2 separate regions of the Mus musculus genome follow, and region 2 is linked to region 1. Evidence: chromatin contacts called from public Micro-C data. All regions are on one chromosome and are shown on one strand. The core of a region is the stretch at or near the end of the contact, and the rest is flanking DNA. Distances in the headings are between cores, read along the strand shown. Region 1 overlaps Mcph1 (microcephaly, primary autosomal recessive 1). Region 2 holds the start of Angpt2 (angiopoietin 2).

The links. Hi-C and Micro-C count contacts between places; a contact is called where the count stands out from the background.
Region 2: a Micro-C map of granulosa cells shows a contact between it and region 1, with 2.7 times the contacts expected there. The contact joins the promoter of Angpt2 here to the enhancer-like site in region 1. A contact is called at or near these places in 10 of 39 promoter capture datasets (the 3T3-L1 cell line, the C10 cell line, the HPC-7 cell line and 7 more), 1 of 15 datasets of contacts at CTCF or cohesin (the G1E-ER4 cell line), 7 of 484 Hi-C or Micro-C datasets (the C3H10T1/2 cell line, the G1E-ER4 cell line, bone marrow-derived macrophages and 4 more), 3 of 115 datasets of contacts at active chromatin or transcription factors (astrocytes, double positive thymocytes and embryonic stem cells) and 2 of 9 other capture datasets (adipose tissue and liver).

Annotation. Positions count from the first base shown.
Region 1 is chr8:18,685,675-18,689,726 of GRCm38.p6, forward strand. Mcph1 (microcephaly, primary autosomal recessive 1) reads left to right here. Exons shown (of 14, transcript NM_173189.3): 12 at 3,308-3,385. Among named protein-coding and RNA genes, the nearest start is that of Angpt2, 54 kb to the right of the region's middle. Within about 2 kb of position 2,172, at least 7 of the 459 cell types and tissues checked have an H3K27ac peak or open chromatin away from gene starts, as enhancers often do. A contact at or near this core is called in the G1E-ER4 cell line, the HPC-7 cell line and granulosa cells, where this site is marked.
Region 2 is chr8:18,739,306-18,743,392 of GRCm38.p6, forward strand. Angpt2 (angiopoietin 2) reads right to left here and starts at 2,257. Exons shown (of 9, transcript NM_007426.4): 1 at 1,686-2,257. The coding sequence starts at 1,973. The region is part of intron 12 of Mcph1 (microcephaly, primary autosomal recessive 1); the gene reads left to right.

The DNA of each region.
Region 1 (4,052 bases), core at 922-3,421:
CTTCCATCTGCTCTGCATTTCCCATGCATTTAGTTCCGCTGTCTCTTCTGTGTACCGCTTCCCTCCTTCATTCCCCGGTGAAGCTAAATGTACGCTTAGTTTACTCTAACAGCCAGATTTCAGCTGCATTTCCTTCATGATATGTAATGGTCATCTTCACTTGCTTCTTCTTTTTTTGTCTTTTAATTTTTTTTATTGGGTATTTTCCTCATTTATATTTCCAATGCCATCCCAGAAGTCCTCCATACACTCCCCTACCCACCCACTCCCACTTCTTGGCCGTGGCATTCCCCTGTACTGAGGCATATAAAGTTTGCGCGACCAATGGGCCTCTCTTTCCACTGATGGCCGGCTAGGCCATCTTCTGATACATATGCAGCTAGAGACATGAGCTCCGGGGTACTGGTTAGTTCATATTGTTGTTCCACCTATAGGGTTGCAGATCCCTTGCTTCTAATAACAGCACCACTCTCTAGCTTCTCCGACTGCAGCCAAATTTCCTCACACTGCCCAAGAGAATTATAAAAATGTGTGCAACAAGAAGAGACTTGGAGGGTATGGAGGGATGACTCAGTGGTTAAGAGCACTGTCTGCTATTCCAGAGGACTGGGGTTTGACTCCCAGCACCCACATGGTAGCTTACAACCATCCATAACTATAGTCCCATATGATTCAGTGCCCTCTTCAGGTGTGCAGACGTACATGCAGACAAACACCCATATGTATGCATGTATATGTGTATGTGTATGTATATGTATAAATAAGTCTTTTGAAGAGAGAGGGAGAGAAAGAGACTTGGCTCGCTGATATAGCATGAACTACATAGCCTGTATGAAGAGACATCATCATCTTACTACATCTAAGAATAAAGCAAGAAAACTGTTCCTCTGATAGGTTCATCAGCAAAGTGCGGGTTTTAGGAGTGATGGTCACATGGCAACACTACCATTTCTGTTATCCAGTTTGTGTAATGCCTCTCCTGTGTTCAAGTCCTGTGCAGGGTGTTGTGCTTAAACTGAGGTGGGTCCTGGAGGTAACTTCCCCCACCAAGGCTCACATACACACAGGATGTAGTCCTCACTCACAACCCCATCCCTTGCTGGATTTAGTCTCTCAGCTGTTTTCGTCTTATGTAGTATTTTCTGGGAAATGTGTGTGGTTGGGTAAGATTATTTCACAAACCCACCTGAAATCCTAGAAAACAGACTTCCACTATTTTGAATATTGCACTGAGCTAAAGATGGGTTTGGCTAATGTAAGGGCTTGTGCCAGAAAACATTTGTAAACTCTAAAAGACCACCAAGGAGCCGATTTTGATACAATCTTTACTCAAGCTCAAGCTTGGGCCACACCACCTTCTCTGAGCCAGCAGAACAGGAGGGGGCTGAATACTTGGTTTCAGGCAAGCAGTGGGTATCTAGCTTGGTCCTTATCTGACTGGGGGACCAATATGGCCTTTAACATAATTAGCTGCTGTTGGGAGCCAAACCATAAACTTAACTTCTGCTTTCCTCCTAGTTGGTGCTTGTTAGGAAGCAAAGTGTCTAGGGGTGCAGATTTGTTGGGGAATAACCTTGAAACTGGTGCTAGACGTAGGTCTTGTTGGGGGGGGGGGGGGGCGGACCTAGAAACTGGTGTTAAGAACCAGCCTGTTAATTTGAGTTCAACCTTAGGTCAGGTTCTCTAAGATAGAGTCTGAACCCAAAAGATTTGGTTTCTCAGGCTAGAATACAAAGTTGTTTTTCTGTATTATTGAGTCTGTGATTTTAGTGAAATCAAATCTATGTTTTCTGCTACCTTTATGCAACATCTATTTTAAAGAAATTAAATGTATCCATTTGCTTAGCAAAATTGTACTGTAAGTGCCTTACAATTTTATTTTCTTAACATTTAAAAAGGAGCAAAGTCATGGAGCACGAATGTTCCCCACGAACTTGTTTAGGTTCAGTTGACATTTTAATGTGTACTGAATTGGAACTTGAGTGCCACACACATTTCTATGGCTGACTCCTGGCCTCTAGCTGGTGTGCCGAATTTCCCACCGCAGGATTCTACCATTGCTGCATGCTGACATGAACTTAATGTTGAAACCACATTTTATCTCCTGGGCTGATTATACAAGGTCGAGGAGACCCACATATCCACAGCGTTATCTCTAAAGGATAGATAGCACTGGGAGGCCGATAGCGGTAAGGGGAGGGAACACTGTGTAATATGGATGGCTTTAACCCACACAGTAATTGAACTTATTAAGATCTTTCTCCTTTCTCTCCTCCTTCCCTCCGCTTATCTTCCTCCCTCCAATGGCATTTGGGCAATAAAAGTTAGGAGAAAACAGAAAGACAGTTAGATGACAAAGCATCCGTGGCCACAGGAATCTAATTGAAACTGATGTTTTCTTTGAGTGGGGTTCCTGGGAGCATAACTTGCTGTTTCCCATGTTCTCCTCTACTCTCATGGACTGTCTTGAGCTCAACAGCCTCATAGATATGACTTCTGACTCTCAGGTCTTGTGCTTGTCCCCACCCCTCCCCTCTCTGGCCATCCCCCACAGTCCTACCCTACCACCACCTCTGCCAGCCCGGCACCAGAACCACAAATGCACCTCACCCACTTTTGACACAGGCTCTAGAGTTCACAGTCAGCTCCCTCTGCTTTCACAACTTGCACTTTACCAACTGAGCCATCTCCCCAGCCCTCGAGCCCTTCCTTCCTTCCTTCCTTCCTTCCTTCCTTCCTTCCTTCCTTCCTTCCTCTTTTTTTTTTAAGCTCGTAAAACTGTGGAATGTTCATGGAAGATTCTAAAGGGCAATTTAAAACTTAGATTTCTAGCACACAGCATGTCACATAAAAAGCAGGATAGTGTTTTAAGTATTTGATTTCATTAGGATGCTGTTAGAACTGTCAACTTGACAGGATGTGAAATTACCTACAAGCTTCCAGCTGCTGCCTTGATTTTCCAGCCTTGAACTGGGAGCCTCAGCAGCCTTCTCTGCTTCTTACATTGCTTCTGTTGGGTATCAGGTGTTGGGTATTGGTGGGTGAAGCCACCAAGCTGGGCACTGGCCTCCATTTCTAGCCACACTGGGGTGTTTTTCTTAAGATGTTTGCTAATGGCTGGAGCAGGCACTGTGAAGTGTCCCAAAGTGCTCTGGCTTTTGTGTGGCTGATTTCAGACCCTTGGAGCTCATCGATGCTAGGCTTTTAGGGGGGTTGCTTTTGCTCTGATCAAAAGTGACTCCAACCTACTCCCCAACAGTCTAATCAATCCGTGACTGATATTCTCTGTGTGCTATGTTTCTTTTAGGTACTGTTGTCTTTAGAGTTGGGCCACTGGATTTCTGAGGAGCCTTTTGAACTCTCTGAAACCTTCCCTGCAGCTCCGGTAAGTCAATGCTGTCCGACAGTGGTAAAAGCAACATGGTCGTCTAGGAAACTGTTAGGATCATAAACTTGGCACCATAGGTTAAGAGAGGTCTTATTCAGACAAAAAGGATGTTATCCCAAAAATGAATGGCATCTGTTTATTTATTTGTGACATCACAAGTGAAAACTTGAGGAAAACACTTGAAAAGTGCCGTGAGAAATGTCACCTTGAAGAGTGTCCCCTAAGCCAGGCAGTCCAGCACACAGGAAACAGAATTGGGTGGATTGCTGCAAGCTTGCTGCTGTCCCGGGCTGGAGAGTGAGACCTTTCCTCAAAAAAAGGATTTTTAAAACTAATTAATCATGAAAGCCTATAGGGCTGTGCCACTCTTAAGGCTAATGCTAATACAGATAAACCTGATAAATATAAAAGCTGTGGTCTGCCAGCATTGTGATGGGCTGTGCAGCTCTTAAGGTTAATGCTAATACAGATAAAACCAATAGGTATAAAAGCTGTGGCCTGCCAGGATTGTGATGTAGTCTTTATTTTGATATCTTTCCTATGCTCCACTTTATGAACTCTCAATTATTTTAAATATTTGCTAACTGAATTCTAACTTCTCAAATAATTAAGGTTTGACTGGCAGCAGGGGCTGTACAGAAGTCAGCTTTCATTTCCAAACATG
Region 2 (4,087 bases), core at 1,007-3,506, 54 kb after region 1:
TCCTCCTGTCTCTAAGCTGCTTTGCAAAGCCCCGCAGGAGATGTGGTTTCCCTGCGCAGGAAAGCCAAGCCCAGGTATTGCCTAGCCTGGACTCTGCTGAGCTTGAGCCTAAGAAATGAGCAGCGTTGCCCTTGGCAAAACATTTTCCCCCCTGGTTTGGTGACTGTTTATCTTAGCAGAGGACTTGGCAGTTGGCAGATTAAAGTGTTTACTAGAAGGCTGTGCCTCTCCCTCTGCAGAGCTCTGCACCCCCCAACGCCACAGTAGATGTGGAAGGTCCCTGAATGTGTGCAAGACAGTTCCCAAAGAAGTCCAAAGAGACACGCAGATACCTGGGACCCCTCCCCACTCCAGGCCCTGGGACATGTCTCTTAACATTAAAGTTTAGTGTTCAGCTATCTGTGAGTTTTGCAAAGGAGAAAAACTGAGGAAATCACCCAGGAAAAAAATAGAAGAAAAAAAAAATTTTTGTGTGCCTGTAGTCCTGAGCAATCTTTGTTCTTTGATTTGAAAAATTCCCCCTCTCTCCACAAGATTAAGGCCAGTGACACTCATTCATTTAGACTCCGGGTTCCAGCAAAAGCTTGTCCACTTAAGAAAGTAGGGGTATTCGTGAGAAACATAGATTTGGGCCCCGGTTCTGTTCTCAGATTAAGGCAGGGCATCAAACCAAGAGATTCTGGTGACATCTGAGAAAAGCAAATTATGTCTTTCTGGGAAGACGTACTAAATGAAGTCCACAGGATTTTAAAAGATTTATATGACTTTAAACTATTTCCTTGTGAGCATGTGATGTCATTGTCACAATGTGTAACGATTCATCTACTATCTACATTCTTTGTTTAAACTTCCTGTGGAATACATATGGTTCACATAAAGAATACTCCGGGGTCATTTGAGGTTTTGTAGAAAACAATCATTTGTGAAAGCAAAACAGACCCTTTCAGTGTCTTATTTTGGTTACGGTCTATAAAAAGGCCATGAAACAGAGCAGTCGTCGCAGCCCCAAGAACAAACTGTCAGACCCTCTCAGCCCGCCCGGCGTGGCACGAGCATAGCAGTCCCACGTGGGGACAAGCTCAGAGCCTGTCTCTGGAACTGAACGGGGGTCTGCCTGCAGTGTCTCCGGGACACTTGGGAAACACGGTGCCATTTCCAGATGGCAGCCCCTTCACAGCGCAGCCCTGAGACTCTGAGAACACAAGGTTGGCTTTATTTAATTTCCTCTCTTTTACCAAGAGTCATAATCTATTTTCGTAAAGAAATTCAGGAAATTGGTAAAGCACTTGACTCCATCCGTTAAGTATCCGTAATTAACGTGATTGTCACGTTTTTCCTGGCTCCGTGCTGTCTTGTTCACAGCCTCCCTCACATGCCTACAACCCGCTGAGAAGATCCTGGTAATGGGTGTCACTTAGTCTCAGCTACTCAAACAAAACAGCACGCGCGATCTGCAGAGAAGCGCACTTCCTCTGCTTGGCTAGCAAAGATTCCTAAGTTCAGGGGGTTTTCTGACCAGATTCTGGCATTCTTTTCAGACAACCCCTCTGTGGCTCTTCTCTCTGTGACTGCTTTGCTGCAGGGCAGCACAAAAGAGGATGTTTGCAGCCCACCTCCGCAGCCCCAGTCCCTGATAAAGCCAGGGCTATTAGTTCTTGCTCACCAGAGCCAGCCCACCTTCCTACCTTCATCAGCCACTGTGTGTTGTTCTCTAGAATGTTCTCCAGCACCTGCAGCCTTTGCACTGAGTCGTCGTAGTCGAGGGGTGCATCCCTCTGCACGGCATTGGACATGTAGGGGCTGGAGGAAGATCGGCAGCTGTCGGTCTCCGGCAGCAGGAACGTGTAGCTGCAGGGTCCGTTCTGGACCTGGTACTGCCTTCTGCCTGTGCTGTCCACGCTCTTCCTAAAGTTACTGTAGGCTGAGGCCAAGACAAGATCCCAGCCAAAAGTTAGGAAAATGATCTGCCACATTCTCTCTCTCTTTTTGGGTTCTAAACTGTGAGTTCAGCAAACTTGCGTCCTGAGCTCTCAGCTGCTGTCTAAGGCACAGGGCTGTGCCGTGTGAATAAGTCCATCAGTGAGAGCCTTCTCCGTCCCGCAGCAGGCTCTTTCCCAGTGCCTGTCTCTTCTCTTCTCTTCTCCCCGGCACACTCGGAGCTGTCCTGAGAGGAAGGAGCAGCCCTGCTCACTCCAGAGGTCTGCACGGACTCTTTGTTTCTCCCCTGAGTCTACAGTGTCAGTATCCGAATCAATCACTTTCCTTCCCTTATATGATAAGTTGATAAGAGCAGCCAGACATGTGCAGCCAGCCGCTCCGCCCCCTGGCTCACCCACTATCTTCCTGTAGGGGGTCACTAGCCAGGCAACAGGAAAAATCAGAGCATAGTGCTTACTGCCCCAAAGGACTGTGTACTGCAGAAGCCTTCTGGGAACACAGACCAGCCACAAGACCCCTGGGCATGTCAGAGGCACCACCCTAATTATTTCCTAGAGAGTAGCTGGGGCTCTGTTGTCTGTCTGCTCGTTTGTAGGCTAAGCTTGCAGAGTATCTGAGGTAATCACTTTAATTTTAAAGCATAGTGAAAGTTTCTGTTCTTTTAGGAATAAAATTACAGCTATATCGGGACCTTGGTTTATTTTCTTTATTGTAAATATAAAGGCTAAGATCAGCCCTTGTAAATGTGCTTTTCCAAGGGGAAGTAAAGTCTTGTTGGTATTTGGTTTTTTTTTTAAGTTATGCACATTTTTTTTTATTTTAACCCAGTTTGATATTATTAAATCAAGTTACCAACATCAGTTTTCTCAGCACTCACATGTCTGTGCCTTAACACAAAATACTATACAAATAAAACTTAAAGTAGTTTGGCCTGATTAATTGTCTGTTAAGTAACAATAGATATTTGAGTGAAGTATGTCGAGAGGAAACAAACATACACCTTTTCCTTCACTGTATCAGGGTTTCCTCGGGCTCATCACTCTGTGGCATGTTCCTGATTAAATTAGTCCCAGTCAGTGGGCTCAGGCAAATCACTTTCCCCTTTTAATTAAGTTCAAAAGCCCCTGGCCATAAAAGCTGGGGGCTGCACTGACTTCTAAAACACTTCCAGCTCTGTGGCTCTGCTGGTCCAGAGTCACCACCCCTTCATGACTAGAAGTTAATGCTGCAGAGATCGGTACTGGGAAGACTCCAGCATCCCTGACTCAAAGGACCACGTCCGCCTCCAGAAACCCCAGGGCAACTCTGTGTTACACATCCTCGGCTTCTGGAGGCTAGGAGAGTCATGATTTTAGATCATAGGTGAATCTAGAATCTGCATGGGGAATGTTGTTTTTCACAGAGTCTGTTTGGAAGAGAACTAACTGAATCTTTTTTAAATGCATCCTGTAGCAGACTGGCTCCCGAGTTGGCAACAGAAGAGGGTTATGTTTTGGTTTTTTACCCCAAGATCTACAGGGTCCATGAACTTGGAAAAGAACATGTCTATATTTTTCACCAGGCAATAAGTGATATTTAGCTCTTCCTGTATCTCTGAGAACTGATGAACCATATTTTGCCATCAGTGAAGACACACCCTTCTTAAAGACACCATGAGCCTCCCACTCCATTGAAGGGACACATAGGCTCAGAGACTACTACCAAGTTCTGTGGCGCAGAAAGGCCACAGCTCATGCTCTGGACAATTAGCTGGGGGTGGGGAGCAGTCTGATTCCTGAGAGATGAAACAGGGCTCACGAGTGCTAACCCCCGCAGTCAGAACCCCTCAGAAAGAGCAGGCAGGCCTCAACTTCAGTCTGAGTGCTACGTGCAAAGCTTAGCTGCTCTCAGGGTTCCTACTTGGAAAATAGAAACCATTCCTTCTCTGTGGAATTTTCTGGATTAAGTTGCTATGTAATAGGCGCAATTTAAAAATACTAACTCCCTTTCCTTACAGCTTGCTTATTAAATGGAAATGAATTTGGTTACCATCACACAGTAGCTCCTGGGATAGTCAGGACAAGGCAGTAGCAATGGGTGCAAATCTTTTAGGTTTGTTTGTTTGTAAGAGCACATTTCAAGGCATTGATACATGGTTTAGATTGGAGCC